5 separate regions of the Mus musculus genome follow, and all the other regions are linked to region 1. The links are chromatin contacts, called in public Hi-C, Micro-C and promoter capture Hi-C maps. All regions are on one chromosome and are shown on one strand. Each heading gives the region's core, a stretch centred on a gene start, on an enhancer-like site or on the middle of the called end of the contact. The rest is flanking DNA. Distances are from core to core; before and after follow the strand shown. Region 1 holds the start of Capza2 (capping protein (actin filament) muscle Z-line, alpha 2). Region 2 holds the start of Cttnbp2 (cortactin binding protein 2). Region 3 overlaps Gm4876 (predicted gene 4876). Region 4 holds the start of Tfec (transcription factor EC). Region 5 overlaps Tes (testis derived transcript).

Region 1 (2,700 bases), core at 47-2,546:
ACGAGAAAGCCAGAACACTTCCAAAACCATAAAAGAGGCTGAGTTCTGAACAACCAAAGAGAAAGAGAACACTAATTCTGGTGCAGTATAAAAGGAGAGGGTCCCAACTGAAAATATCCTTAGTGTTTCTCTAACACCCTACTAGAACTGAGTTCTGTTTCCCACATGGGTGTACTTCATTTGGAACTTAAAAACAAGCTAAGATCAGACATTTCCAAAGGGCAGCACACTCATATGTCAGTTAAGTCTAAGTTTGAAAAAAACGTCCCGGTCTTTTCCAGAAAATACTCAAAACGTATGGCGTTCCCCCTCACACTACTTGCCCCTTGGTACGCGGTCTCCTCAGTCGCCAAAGAAAATGGGCAAGAGCCTTAGTTCAATGATCAGATTTCGTATCACAAATGTGAGAACTTGAGTCGTGCATTTGGTCCTAATGCTGTCACAGCATTTAACACACAGTAAAAGGAGTTGCACCCGCTCGCCCTCTTCAGAGTTGGTCCTATCAGGAAGATGGGATGTCACCAAATCTGCCCCAAGAGGGGGAAGCAGCCAAGTTGGGCAGAAAATAACTATGGGAGGGAGGGGTGTCTTTGTGAACAATACTGCCTTCCGGGGAACATGGGAGCAGCAATTAAAAAAAAAAAAAAGGTAATGACAATATTAATAAAAGAAATAGATGGCGGGGGGTGGGGGGGAAGGGGCGGGATGTGGAGACGGCGACCTCCGGAGGGAAGGAAACACCCTGGGGAACCAGGAAGCACTTCGCGTTGGGGAGGAGAAACTGCAGGAAAAAGTGAGGGTCGGCTATGCCGTCTTCCCCGCCCGCCCGCCTCACGGCGAAAGCCCCAGGCCAGGCGGCGCCGCTCCGCCGTCGGCCGCTCCCGAGCCCGGACCCCCAGGGCCGGGTCCCGCCGCCCCCGCTCCCGCCCGCGGCCGCCGGGCTCCGCTTCCTATTTTCGGAGCACACACCCTACAAGGAGCGGAGGGGCCCGGCCTCGGGGAGCCCGGGCAGCACCCCGCTCGGGAAGCGCAGGCGTGCGGCCCACCACCGGAGCCCGCCCGGGGTCAGACTCCGGCCCTCGCGCCTCGGCACTCACCTCTCCCGCCCTCCCGCCCGCCCGGCTCCTCACCGCCGCGGCACCTACCTTCTCCTCATCGGACAACTGCTCCTCCAGATCCGCCATCTTCCTTCTGGCGACAGACCGTGGCGCTGGTGGCAGCAGCGGCCACCTGACTTCCCCCTTTCCGAGCGGTCTTCCGCGCCGCGCGCCCCCGCCAAGGGAGGGGCCCCGCCGCCCAGGCCGCCGCGCACGCGCCCCGGAGCTCCGCCTCCCGGGAGCCGAGCCACTGCGCACACGCCTGGGAGCTCCGCCTCCTCAGCCTAGGCCGCCGCGCACGCGCCCCCGGAGCTCCGCCTCCCTCCCCCTGAGCGCCGGCCTGAGCGCCGCTGTGCGCGTGCGCAGCGCCTCCAAAGTGGGATTGCTATGGTTATCTTCTGTCATCCTGCTCTGTCTGGTGCCTTCTCTAGTCAACGATGACCATATGGACCCGGTTGGCGATGAGTACATTCTGAGCCCATGACTTTGTTCCCACCAAGTCCTGAACGCTGCCAGCTAAAATGTGAAAAGCTGTACCAATTTAAAACATTTTTAAGTATTAGGAAAAATACTGTTTTAATTGAAATAGGCACACACAATCCAGTCCATAATTGAAAGATTACTTTTGATATATTCATTTATTCATCCGAAAAACATTTATTGGTCTTTTATGATAGGAAGACTATTTTGCTAGTTCTTAGGAATAAGAAATGTAGATTTAAAAACCCAAACAAACAAAAATCCCAAAGAAAATGCTCTTAAGCTCACCTCTATTAATTAGACATTGAGTTAGGGAAGGCATTGTACTCCTGGAAAGTAAAAAAAAAAGAAAAAAAAGTTAAGTTAGCCTTGGATCTGTACCCTCATGAACTGGCTGTCCAAACTACTTACAGGTCATCCAGTAGAAATTTCAATTTCATACAACCAATTTTTAAGGTAAATGTCCCATGAAGGATTTAAAGCATTCTAAAACCATTATTTATTATTTTCAAATTTTACTGGATGTCTCCTACTTTTATTTGCTAAATCTGGCAACTCTACTACTGAAGCTTCAAGTTAAAGAAAAGGGGGGGGGGTGGAAGGTTGAAGTCAAAGCTGACACAGGAAGCAGCTGGAAATGTTGATAAAATTGAGTTGCTAGTTCAGCAGGCCTGAGCAAACCAGAGAATCTATATTTCTTACAAGCTCCCAGGAAGGAGGAGTGCTACTCGTCTGAAAACCACACTTTGTTTTTACCAAGGACTAAGAGTTTAGTTAGTAGTTAAGACTTCAATAATTAGAAAGTGAGAAGCTCTTGAGGGCATTTGGACAGTGTCACGACATGAACCGAACATGCTCAGCGGTGTCAATCTGACAGCTGTGTGTAAATGACAGGTAAGAGGACCCTAAAGAGCTCAAATAGCTATCTGGGTCCAAGAACACTATCATTAAGTGACTTACTAAAGTGTTCGTTTGCAGAGAGCAGGAAGAGGAAGCTGACATGTGCGGGAACTGAAAGTGTCCAGTTGAAGACAAACCCGTGGAGACAGCATGCAAGTTAACAAAGAACAGTGTCTGACCAAACCCCTCAGGAGCTACAAGTCAATATCAGTTCCCTCTTTTA
Region 2 (2,700 bases), core at 6-2,505, 880 kb before region 1:
AACCTCGGGGCTCCAGGTGTGTTTCCTGGACTGCTCTTTCTAGGGGGAACTTTCTAGATTTTGTTGACCGATTCCTTTCAACGTCTTTGTAGAAAATATTTTCTTTGATTTCTGACAATATTCGGATCCAGTTCGGAAAATGAACAGTTAAGGTGTCAGGTCCTGTCAATGAGAGCAGGCTGGGATCTTGTTGTTTAGTCATTTTGTTTGTTTGTTTGTTTGCTTGCTTGCTTGCTTGTTTTCAAGGCTATACTCCATGTACTGAACATTCCAGTCACCCACCTTCCAGAATATCAAGCGTGGGATTGGATGGTGCGTTGATTTGGCTTCAGGGAGACAGAGTTTGAATGCCTCCATTTGATTATGTGCTTTCAATGAACAAAATTTAAAAAAAAAAAAAATGTTAGAGATCTGGAGATTTGGGGAGGTCTTTGCCATAAGGTCTCAATAAGGTGATAGATTTTCAGATTCTGGGACTTGGCAGGAAAGGATGAGAACAGAATTAGAGGCAGGAGAAGAGGAGATTAATTGCTTGGGCCTAACTCATTCATATAAACTCCAGCCATGCATTTCCATATGATCATTTTTGACAAAGGTCTGTGTGTGTATCCTTGTGTTCTCATCTGTACGAAAGAAACTCCTGTTCTCTCAAAAGTAGTAAGACATTACTGGATACCTGGTGGTTTTTCAGAACAGACCTCAGGCTTGGGGCGGGTGGTGGTGGGAGATTCCACCTTCTTTGAAAAGAAACCCGAGCAGATAGGTACCTGCGGAGGAAGGGCGCTAAAAACAGCTGGACAGGGACTTTTAGCTGTGAGTTCAGACTTTCAGTTGATGGTTTGAGAGAGAACTAGCATCGAAGATGCGATAAAACAAAGCCGGGTGTACAAACCAAGAGGATAGACGTGTCCAGGCGACAGGGGCTGGCAAATATTAAGGAAGGCACCTCATTGGAGCTAGTGGAAGTGAGGGACAGTTGCTCAATTTTAGATTTATTTCACATCCAGGAGTCTGGCCTCCAGATCGGCTTGTGCCCCACTGTCTAAGCAAAGATTTTGGCCAGCCCGTCGCCTCGAGGGAGGAAGCTTGCTTTCTTTTGCATCCCCCGGTGTTTGGTCCCCTCGACACCAGCGCGAGGCCGCGCATCTCTGGTGCTGGTTCTTGGTCCCGTGGGAGCGACTGGGCTAGCGGGTGGGCGGGGCGCCGCGTCTCCAGCGCGCACAGGGTTAAGCGGCAGGGGCGGCGCGGAGAGGCGGGAGGGGGCGGCCGAGCTCCCGGGCTGAGAGCGCGGCGGCCACAGCCAGCAGCGGGTTAAGTACCGCCCGCGCCGAGAGAGCTGAACCCCGCCGCCGCTCCGAGCTCGCATTCGGATCCGCTAGAGCAGGAAGATGGCGACGGACAGCGCGAGCTGCGAGCCCGACTTGTCCCGCACCCCGGGTGACACGGAGGGGGCCACGGCGGAGGCGGCGGTAACCGAGTTCCCTGGGCGCGGGGAACCGCGTAGACGCGGGCTGGGGTTGGTGCCAGGGTCCCCACTGGACACTCCCCTAGGGGTGCCCGGTCCTTTCCTGGGATGCCTTGTCTTTCTCTAGGGTGCTCCTTTAACTCCCCGAGGTCTCCCTTCCCAAGGGTTTCCCTTCCTTCTCCAGGATATCCCCTCTCTCCTGTTCCTCTTCCCTTGATTACCCATTCCTTCCCCGGGGTGTGCCCTTCGTGTGTCCCTTCCCCGTAGTGTCCCCAGGGCCAGAAGCGGGCTCAAGTGGGGAAACGCCAGCCCCCACCCCCGGGTACTAGGGGCCTGTCGGTCCTTCTGGACACCACACGCGTCCCTGGTGACCCCTTTGCTCACTCGCGGGGTATCTCAGTCTCCATTGTTCACCTCTCCGGGGTGCGGAGCGAACGCCAGTCTCGGGGTGCCTGACACCTCTCAGGGGACCTGGGGTAGCAGAGGCGGGAAGGTGAACCATCGCTAGGCAGGTGTGGGGATGCTCTTTGTGTGTGTGTGTGGGGGGGGGGGGGGCTCATGTGTCTTGGGGAGACTGGTGAGAGAGGCCCCGTAGCGCCTGCACTTTGGGTACTAGCTGACTGCCACTCGCTCAGTCATCTGTAGGGACCTTCTTCCCTAGCTAAAGCGGGATTGAACTGGGTTTTCTGAACCCGGTGTCAAAACATTGTTCCCTTTCCCTGGCGCCTTGACTTGCTTAGGCTCGTACCTGCTCCCTTCTTTGATACTCTAAATGTCTGCATGCACAGACATTCTCTTCTTACCCTGCTGTGGGGTCTTGACCCACAAAGCCAGGTTGGAAAATATTTGCAGGTTGAGGAAGCAGCTCTTGCTAAAGCTGCAAAGACCTGCAAAGAAAGACAGGTCTGGGAGCGCCTCCCACTCTTGGCCAAATCCAACAGCTCTTTTGGAGGAGTGGGACTGAGTGAGCTGAGTATCGCATGGACAACCCCTCAGTGTCTTCCACCTCCAGATCCAAATCCGGGTCTGGGCAGCAGAGGGCAGGAACAGATGTAAACAACCTGAGCTGTTGAATTTCCTCCCACCTCTGGCTTGGAACGAAAAAAAAAAAAAAAAAAAAAAGATGTGGAGGAAGGTACTTGGGTTGATAGCTGCAAAAGGCAGAACACGAGAGGAGGGGAGGGGAAGGGGCACCACTAATCCCCATCGTGAAAGTGGAAGAATCTGGGCTTGGG
Region 3 (2,772 bases), core at 107-2,606, 530 kb after region 1:
ATCTCAAAGTCTCTGGTGCCCCTCCCAGGCAGGTTGGTTGCAGTGCCTGAGAAGTAGGTAGTTGCTTTCCTTAGGCAGTCTCTCTTATTTGTACTAGTTTCTTTTGATTTTTGAGAGTCACAGTTTTCTTTAAGCATGATATAGCGGCCTTAGACTTTACCCCCTATTTCTTTTCCAATCATTCTATTCCATTTTTTGTTGTGAATGTTTAAAAATTAATTATTGTGTTAACTAGCGACTCCAATGGCATGCTCCCAATGAAAGGGCAAACTAATTAGACAAAGCTACTTGAGCATTCGATAGTACAGCGAGAGGGAAAAAGGGCACTTCAGGCTAGAGTGCTGGAGTGTGTGATTATATCCCCACATAATCCAAGGATGTGGGATCTTTGAGTACATATGAGTCTCCATTTTCTGTTAAACTTCAGAAATTTTCTCCACGTTCTTTGATAATGTCAGTCCCTGGCTCATGCTTTCTTCCCTTTTGTTGTTGTTGTTGTTGTTGTGTGATGACCTCAACAAACACATGGATTTTCATACAACACTTGTGCTGATTTTTCCATCTTCCTAAAATCCAGTCCCCTTGCCTTCCTTCCTATCCAGCTGTAACTGGAGAGGAGATTCCATGGGATCTCCCCATGTGTCTGTTTTGACTCCTAAGCCCAGATTTCTTTTGAATTCTACCATGGTATCCCAGTCCTCAGTCAGATGTTATTTATGGAGAATTGACTCCAACGTGTCTACATGCAATAGCGGTTGACTAGCAATGGTAACTGGGTAGAAGGTGCTTTTGTTACTGGGTGAAGGGCAAGACATCCTGTGGAAATGCACATCGAAGAAAGATCAATAACAGCCTTTATAAATGTCATTTAAAATGCCATTCAAAACAACCATAAAGGTTAATGGCATTTTGTTTTGATTGTTTCAAAATATATTATCAGATTAAATAGAAGCTACGATGACTTGCTTCCCATGAAAGGACAGAATAATTAGCCACAGTTATTTAAGCACCGGTAAATATATGAAAAACCAAAACAACACACCCTATTAATCAAACCACAATGCCTGTCAGGTTGTGTGCTAAAACTTCTATCTACACAACACAAGGAAGCAGGCCTTTTCACACAGGTAAGCACTCAGTAAAGTCAAGAGTTAACATTGAACAGTTACCAGGGGTCAGGAAAGGCATTTTTTATGCAGTCAGGGACAGTCTTAAGTGTTCTAAAGAGTTACAGACAAACTCAGAAGACAAGTTCAGATATGCCAGGTCATTTTAAGATGAGAACTTAAAACTGTTCTTGGGTGGTGGTGTCTCTTTGGTTACCATAGCAAAGTTGGAAGAGCTTAAACACTACGTGTTACAAATTGCTTAAGAATGACTCAACCCTGACTCTCTTGCCTATGGTGAAACTCGTCTGAAACACTTGAGTCAATTTGGAAATCTATGCTTAAAGACCAGACACTGCAGTATGGTCAGGACTTATTAAAAAGAGACAATCTGTAATATCTTGTTTAAAATAAGCAGAAAGCCCCCGCGCTTCACCTGGGCAGCACAGTAGACCTAGCCTGGTGGCTTGGGTACAGGAAAGCTGATGGGTTCAGCAACTCCAACCCAGGCCCAGATCCAGGGCTTTGAATATGCTCACCCCAACATCTGCCCCATCTGTGAAATGCTGGAGTGTGTGAAGGGGCCAGTCCTGCAGATCCAAAGCTGCAGAGTTTCCACGACACAGACCGACAACAGGATATCTGAGAGAAACCCCAGTGAGATTCCAGTATTGATAGTATAGCAGAAGCCAGAGGCCTCAAACCAGACTCATTGCAATGAACATTTGGAAGTAAAGAGGTTTGGCCAAAGGAATACCCGTGTGACACATTGTGACACACTGCAGCTTCCACAGTGAGATTTTTGTTGTTGTTTGTTTTGTTTTGTTTTGATTTTGAGGTTTTAATTTTTTTATTTTTATTTCTATTTTTTGAGGGGAGGTTGCAAGGATGGAGAAGATACCCCAGGACTTGAGATATAGATGCTGTAAAGGGGTGACGAGATGAGTGGGATTGGGGGTGCATGGTGTATAATTCATATACAATAAGAAGTTAAAAACAAAAAAAATTGTTAAAAATGTCCCAAATGTGAAGGCCAACAGGACACCTGAGCGACTGGGATTCCATCAGTGGAAATTACATATATATATATATATATATATATATATATATATATATATATATATACATATTTATATATATATGCAAAACATCACTTTCTCAAATCCTATTTGTATCCAAGATTGTTCTATTTAGAGATGAACAGTGTACGTGCAGCCTCCCTGAAGTAGTTCACAATCAATGAGCATCCAGGGAGGGTATGAAGCATCTCTCATGGACCACTGTGTAGAAGCTGATGCTGAGTCTGCATCTTCCTTTGAATTTCCTGGACCCCAAGACATTTCCCCCTTCTCCTTCCTCACTGAACCCACTGCTCTTGAGTTCCCACTGCTGTTTGGAGGACAGGAAAAGCAGAGATCACTGTCATGTCTTTTAATATCCAAGATGATGGCTTTTGTGGAGAAAGAGGACACCTCTGGTATTGCCTAAGTACCAGCAATTGTTCTACACTCTCTCTTAGTGAGCCTTTTGCTACTGTGAACTGTAATGATGTGGTTGTCAAATTCATGCCGTACCAGGCATAAAAAAACAAACAAACAAAAAAAAAAACAAAACAAAACCAAAAACCCTGTAAGATCTGCTTCTGAGAACTGACCTAGAATGATTT
Region 4 (2,700 bases), core at 125-2,624, 740 kb after region 1:
TATTTCAATTTTAGTAATCAGAGAAAAGAGAAGGAAACAGAAGAGGACACCTGAATATCTAATTATATAGAAGAATGTCTTACTGTGGTACCCTGAAAACGCATGAAAATGAAGGCAGTGAGACTGATTATTAGTGTGCATTGATACAAATGGAAGAAGATATTAAAGGCTTATTAAGCACATGCTGTTGATATGGAAAATATGTTGGGACTGATAAATTACTGCCAGTAGTAATATTGATAAGCCTAGTTGAGGTGTTCTGTTCAGTAGTTTTTAAGAGCTTGACTAGAATGGATTTAGGAGAGGACATAAGATGTGAAATCACAGGCAGGGGACACAGACTTCTCTGGAGCCTCTGAATGGAGACAAACAGCTCGAGGTGCTGTGGTCATGCATTTGTGGACCTCGTAAGTACGCCATTACTGCAGCAGAACTGGGAAGCCATGAATGGGTTGCACCCCCAAAAGTTCAAAATGCTTCTTATTATATGCCTTACAGGAAAAGTGTATCAAATTCTGGTATAGAAAACATTTATGTTTTGTTTTGAAAATTAGATTAGTGTACTTACTCCTAAAATGGGTTCTTAATAGAGTCATTTGTGATTCTGGCTGAAAGCTCCTGACATCAATAATGTCTGATTGAGTAGAAAGAAAGAAAGAGAGATATTTGAAAGGCAGCTTTGAGGGTTTGAGGGTCAAGAGGAAAGCTATTTGTATATATATATATATATATATATATATAAAATAGTAGAATATACACTATATGTAGTATATACTATACATGCAATAATATAGCATTAATATATAGTATATAGAAATATATAATATATATGTACTCATATATATTATATATGTACACACACAAGCACACACACATATACATCCAAAGTTCAATTTTATGTTTCTGTCTAATCTTCTTGGGAAGATCAATTATTCTTGGTTATGAAGTCTTTGAGAACAAATTGGGAAGTAAGAAAACTCGCATTATATAAAATTCAGGAAATAGTCTTAAAACAAAAACTCAAACAATAACAATTCTAAGTCAAAGTGTAATTCCTAACTGAAAGTGGGCAAGGACAGTGTTCTGAAGAAACTTACTTGTAAGGCAGAATGTGTTGCAATAACTGTGGGGTCTTAGTCCACTGAGCTAATAACCACATACTGCCATTGTAAATTCTGGGGAAAAATGTTTATTATGGGGCAATAACGGCATCAATGAGAGGATTTTTACTGTAGTCACACCACTGGAGTAGTTTTTCTGGAATGCTGTTTCTCAAATTAGTAGCACATTTCTGATAAAGAAAGGAAGTCGCCTTAACTTAAAACTGCTGTGTCATTTCTTCTTCCTTAACTGAAATTCCAACCAGAGTCCAGGAAATGCCCTAATGGGTGACTTCTCTTTTCTCCTTCCTCAACTAAGCGGATTCCAAGCTGTTCAAACCATTTATTCTTCTTGAGCAGACCCTTGACTTTTGTGCTTAGGTTATGAGACGAGGGGCTGTAATTTGGAGCTGTTTGTAGCCGCGATGACACACCTAGAATCCAATCAGTGCTGGTAGGTAACCAAACTGGAAGGTTAAGGTTAATTTTCTGTGCTTTAAACAAATATGATGACAAGTTCAATCAATACCTGTTTTGCCTTGATAATATGCATAGCTCTCTTGTAATTATGGTTTCATCTTGCATGGTAGTCAGGTATCAGGACCTTAGAGCAGCCAAGCTACGATTCGCTATAATGTGGATGAGATATAACGGGAATGCTATCAATTTCTATTTTAATCAAGATGTAGAAATCACTGTTTTAGTTTATGATAACCTAGGGAATTTCTTCTAGTTTAATATTTTCAGATATTTACTAAATTGGAATATAATTTAACATTTTATTGCATCGTATGGTATTTTATGAGTAAATGTTAATTTCAATTTACATTCAAACATTGTCTGTTTTATTGTTTTTTTTTAAAGTTAAGAATATATAAGAATATTTGTTCTTCACAGATAATAACACCAGATAGGATTTTAGCATGTGTTCTTTTCCCAAGGTTAGGTTATGGTATTCCTTTTGTACATATGTAGATCTAATTATTTTGCTTAGGAGATTTCAAGTATACTAAACCAGTAACTTTTAAAGTAATAATTTTAAATTGAAACAAAGCCCTAAAAATTAGGGCCAGGATTATTTCTCTGTATGTGCACAAATATAAATAAAGAGGTGTTATATGCACATAGATTTGTTTCTGTGGTTATTCTAGATTATCAATACTATCCCACATTATTAGGAATAGACATTTTGAGAACAATAATGAACCTGAGGTAATATTTAATTTTGCTTGAGTTGTTCATTGGTAATTTATTTGCTAGAAGCCTCATTTAGTGATAAAGAGTTTTCAGTGTACTTGACAATTTTTCCCTGCTCAAAGGCTTTGTCAACAAAGAAAGCTAAAACAGAATGAGAGTTCAGCAAGATCCTGCGAGAAGGGTGCTTCCCTCGGGTCTTACATGGAGCTGATTGTGGCTAGACACTTTCAAGTAGCTGTTGAATTAAATCTTTTCCGTATTTGGTGGAAGCAACCTTAAATAGGTCAAACTTGAGGTTTACACTTGAGTATTTAAAGAAACCTTTAAAGCTATGGACTCAGTGGACTACATATCTACACTTTGTTTGTTTCGTGGATTTTGTGACTTTCTCCTTCTTGCTTTC
Region 5 (2,807 bases), core at 96-2,595, 550 kb after region 1:
TCTGACCCAGGCATGTAAACATAAGCTTTGAGAACATATATAGCATTCTTTATAATCTCATTGCTTTTATCAAGAAAAGAAGAGAATCAAAATACAACTTTATAGAAGACTACAAATACTGAAAGTCACAAAATTCATGGATTCATGGCTTTGCCCCTTATGTGCTGTTAATGCAAGTACAGGGAGATCAGAGGGCAGAGACTGAGACACAAACAAATGTATGACAGAGTTTAGGAATGACAATATTTGTTGAATACCAGGAAAAGTATCATACCATTTAAATCTTTTTTTTAATTAGGTATTCATTTACATTTCCAATGTTATCCCAAAAGTCCCCCACCCGCTACCCCACCCACCCACTCCCACTTCTTGGCCCTGGCATTCCCCTGTACTGGGGCATATAAAGTTTGCACGACCAATGGGCCTCTCTTTCCACTGATGGCCAACTAGGACATCTTCTGATACATATGCAGCTAGAGACACGAGCTCTGCGGGGCACTGGTTAGTTCATATTGTTGTTTCACAGGGTTGCAGATCCCTTTAGCTCCTTGGTTACTTTCTCTACCATTTAAATCTTACAGAACCTCACAAAACATTTAGGAAGCAGGCTATTTCCCTCTGTTCTTTACAGGTGACTGAAATGAAACCCAGAAAGTTTTCAGAATTTGCTCAGTATGAAAATGTCAATACATTCTGGAACTTACCTGGAAGCTTCCTTCCTGAGGGCTAGCTTCATGGTACCCAGAGGGGTTATGAGGGCTGACAAAGGAGAAAAGCAATCGGCGGGCTTCCTCAGCTGTAAATCTAGATGTTACACTGACTACCCTGGCAAGATACTCACGATGGCGCAAGAGTGGTACTTTTATTTGAGGGGTAACCAACCTCAGTCTACTTGGACTTTACACCCACCCCAGAGAGATTTCAGCCTAGTATTGAAAACCAAACAATTATCTACAGCTAAGAGGTCATAGACACTAAAGGAGAACTTAACTACTGCCATGTTCCTAAAGCAGTAGACTAAACACATGCAGTCTAAATACATGTTCTTACACCCATCTATAAGAAGAGTATCTCTCACTCCTCAGCTGAGAAGTGTCTCTTTGCAGTAGATGGAAACTATTATTGGAACCCACATCTGGACAAAATGCATAGAACAGCTGGCTATGGCATACCCAAACTCAATGACACACCTACAACATGGCGGGGGTGGAATTGTAAAAGCCATAGGACCAGATGCCTGCAGCTAGATAGTACCTTCTAGATGTGACAGGGAAGCTGCACGCATGAACTCTCAACAATATGGTCACCAACACAAGACAGGCTGAACAAGAGATCTTCGGACACACGTGAACACTAAGATACGTGTGCTCACATATCTGGGTTTGTCTGGGTTTGTCCAAACACACATAATTTCATCTTTTCTGGGTGCCCAGACTTAGAGAAGGCAGCAGCAATGTCCCTAATGGGAGAGGGAGGTGTAAGGGAGAGAGAGGTCACAGCAGTATACACTATGCCCTGAAGAAGTCTTAATCAAAAACAAAACACAAAAAAACAACACCTAGTTTTCAGAATCACTGTTAGCAACCGAAGCCATGAGACAGATTCCGGCTGGCAATGAGTTAGTCTGCCTATGACAGAAACGATTTTTACATATCTACATGTTGGCCTACGATTCTTAAGCATCACTGACATCCAAGCGAGGATTTCTTATCTTATGCCCCATGATTGGGTAAGAATTTGCAACCTCAATCACGGCAAACAAACACAAATCTCTAAGAGCTTTGTGATCCACACTCTCATTCCTTGTTCTGCAGATGTACCTGCATCCAGACTGAGTTACAATCTGGAATGCAACTCTAAACTTGATACAATAACATTGTCTAGAGAGGACATATCTCTACAAGAATAAATCAACTTTTTTCTGATTTGTTCCTCCTGAGGCTTCTGGGAGTGCCAGCATCCCTCTCAGAAGTTGAATGAAGGATAATTTACCAATTCTATTTTGTAGAGCCCAAACCACCCACCCCTGAGCTGTTTGAGGTCCATTCCAGACTTTTTAAGGCTCAGTGCCAGACTGCCCCAAGTCTTTTGAATTTCAATTCATGAGCCCCATTTGTTCTAATAGTTGCAGCAATTTCTCTTTCCAGTTTATGCCACGTTCAAGAGTCCCTGAAATATATGAGACCCAGAATCCTCTCCACATGTCTTCCCTTCCTTTGCCCTCAGCACAGACTACCCCCAATTGAGCACAGTCTTCTTTTTAACAAAAGAGATGAGTCTTATGTTTGGTCACCCAGGTCTTACAGGCTAGCTTGTGCCCAGTTCTCTGTGCTTGAGAACGCTTGGTGAGGAGTACTAGAGATGATGTTAGATAGCGATACTCAGGATGCCTTCCAGGCTATGTAGGATGGGGTGGAAGAGTAAAGAGGGATGCCTAGCTGTTAGGTCCTTGACAGCTAAGGCAACCTGGCTGGTTAGACAATGAAATCCAGACCCTTGGATTCATGACCACTTCCATTTGTGTGCTTATGTGTAATAGCAATGTAAGAAAATGATGAGAATTGTATTGTTATTAAAGAAATAACAAAACTGAGAACTGTGCAAACAAAGAAAGACCATTGAAGAAGAGTCAAGAAAACTGTGGTCTGGACCCACAGTGTCACCAGCACCACCACATCCAATGATTTTTTGAAGTCATTTTTGTCCTCCGAGTTTCATCTAGATAAGGAAAGAATTGAATCGGATTGACTCCAACTTTTTTGAAATTCTAAAATTATGATTGCAAATCATATGTTGGGTAACTTTAT

What was found. Promoter capture Hi-C pulls out the DNA fragments that hold promoters and counts their contacts. Hi-C and Micro-C count contacts between places; a contact is called where the count stands out from the background.
Region 2: a contact with region 1 is called in a Hi-C map of cerebral cortex, with 4 times the contacts expected there. The contact joins the promoter of Cttnbp2 here to the promoter of Capza2 in region 1. A contact is called at or near these places in 1 of 39 promoter capture datasets (cranial neural crest) and 1 of 484 Hi-C or Micro-C datasets (cerebral cortex).
Region 3: a promoter capture Hi-C map of 3T3-L1-derived adipocytes shows a contact between it and region 1, with 8 times the contacts expected there. The contact joins the enhancer-like site here to the promoter of Capza2 in region 1. A contact is called at or near these places in 12 of 39 promoter capture datasets (the 3T3-L1 cell line, 3T3-L1-derived adipocytes, the C10 cell line and 8 more), 1 of 15 datasets of contacts at CTCF or cohesin (the NIH/3T3 cell line), 4 of 484 Hi-C or Micro-C datasets (the C10 cell line, adipose-derived mesenchymal stem cells, bone marrow-derived macrophages and 1 more) and 18 of 115 datasets of contacts at active chromatin or transcription factors (the NIH/3T3 cell line, acute myeloid leukemia, bone marrow-derived dendritic cells and 10 more).
Region 4: a contact with region 1 is called in a Micro-C map of macrophages, with 4 times the contacts expected there. The contact joins the promoter of Tfec here to the promoter of Capza2 in region 1. A contact is called at or near these places in 1 of 39 promoter capture datasets (the HPC-7 cell line) and 2 of 484 Hi-C or Micro-C datasets (bone marrow-derived macrophages and macrophages).
Region 5: a contact with region 1 is called in a promoter capture Hi-C map of the 3T3-L1 cell line, with 4 times the contacts expected there. The contact joins the enhancer-like site here to the promoter of Capza2 in region 1. A contact is called at or near these places in 10 of 39 promoter capture datasets (the 3T3-L1 cell line, the C10 cell line, the HPC-7 cell line and 7 more), 1 of 484 Hi-C or Micro-C datasets (the C10 cell line), 10 of 115 datasets of contacts at active chromatin or transcription factors (CD8 T cells, the NIH/3T3 cell line, acute myeloid leukemia and 6 more) and 1 of 9 other capture datasets (embryonic stem cells).

What each region holds. Positions count from the first base shown.
Region 1 is chr6:17,635,606-17,638,305 of GRCm38.p6, reverse strand. It overlaps Capza2 (capping protein (actin filament) muscle Z-line, alpha 2), which reads right to left and starts at 1,296. Exons shown (of 10, transcript NM_007604.3): 1 at 1,146-1,296. The coding sequence starts at 1,184.
Region 2 is chr6:18,513,424-18,516,123 of GRCm38.p6, reverse strand. It overlaps Cttnbp2 (cortactin binding protein 2), which reads left to right and starts at 1,255. Exons shown (of 23, transcript NM_080285.2): 1 at 1,255-1,469. The coding sequence starts at 1,389.
Region 3 is chr6:17,108,010-17,110,781 of GRCm38.p6, reverse strand. The region is part of intron 1 of Gm4876 (predicted gene 4876); the gene reads left to right. Among named protein-coding and RNA genes, the nearest start is that of Gm15473, 44 kb to the right of the region's middle. Within about 2 kb of position 1,356, at least 85 of the 459 cell types and tissues checked have an H3K27ac peak or open chromatin away from gene starts, as enhancers often do. A contact at or near this core is called in 3T3-L1-derived adipocytes, the NIH/3T3 cell line, adipose-derived mesenchymal stem cells and 4 more, where this site is marked.
Region 4 is chr6:16,897,115-16,899,814 of GRCm38.p6, reverse strand. Tfec (transcription factor EC) reads left to right here and starts at 1,374. Exons shown (of 7, transcript NM_031198.3): 1 at 1,374-1,554.
Region 5 is chr6:17,083,184-17,085,990 of GRCm38.p6, reverse strand. All of the region lies in intron 1 of Tes (testis derived transcript), which reads right to left. The region is part of intron 2 of Gm4876 (predicted gene 4876); the gene reads left to right. Among named protein-coding and RNA genes, the nearest start is that of Gm15473, 19 kb to the right of the region's middle. Within about 2 kb of position 1,345, at least 4 of the 459 cell types and tissues checked have an H3K27ac peak or open chromatin away from gene starts, as enhancers often do.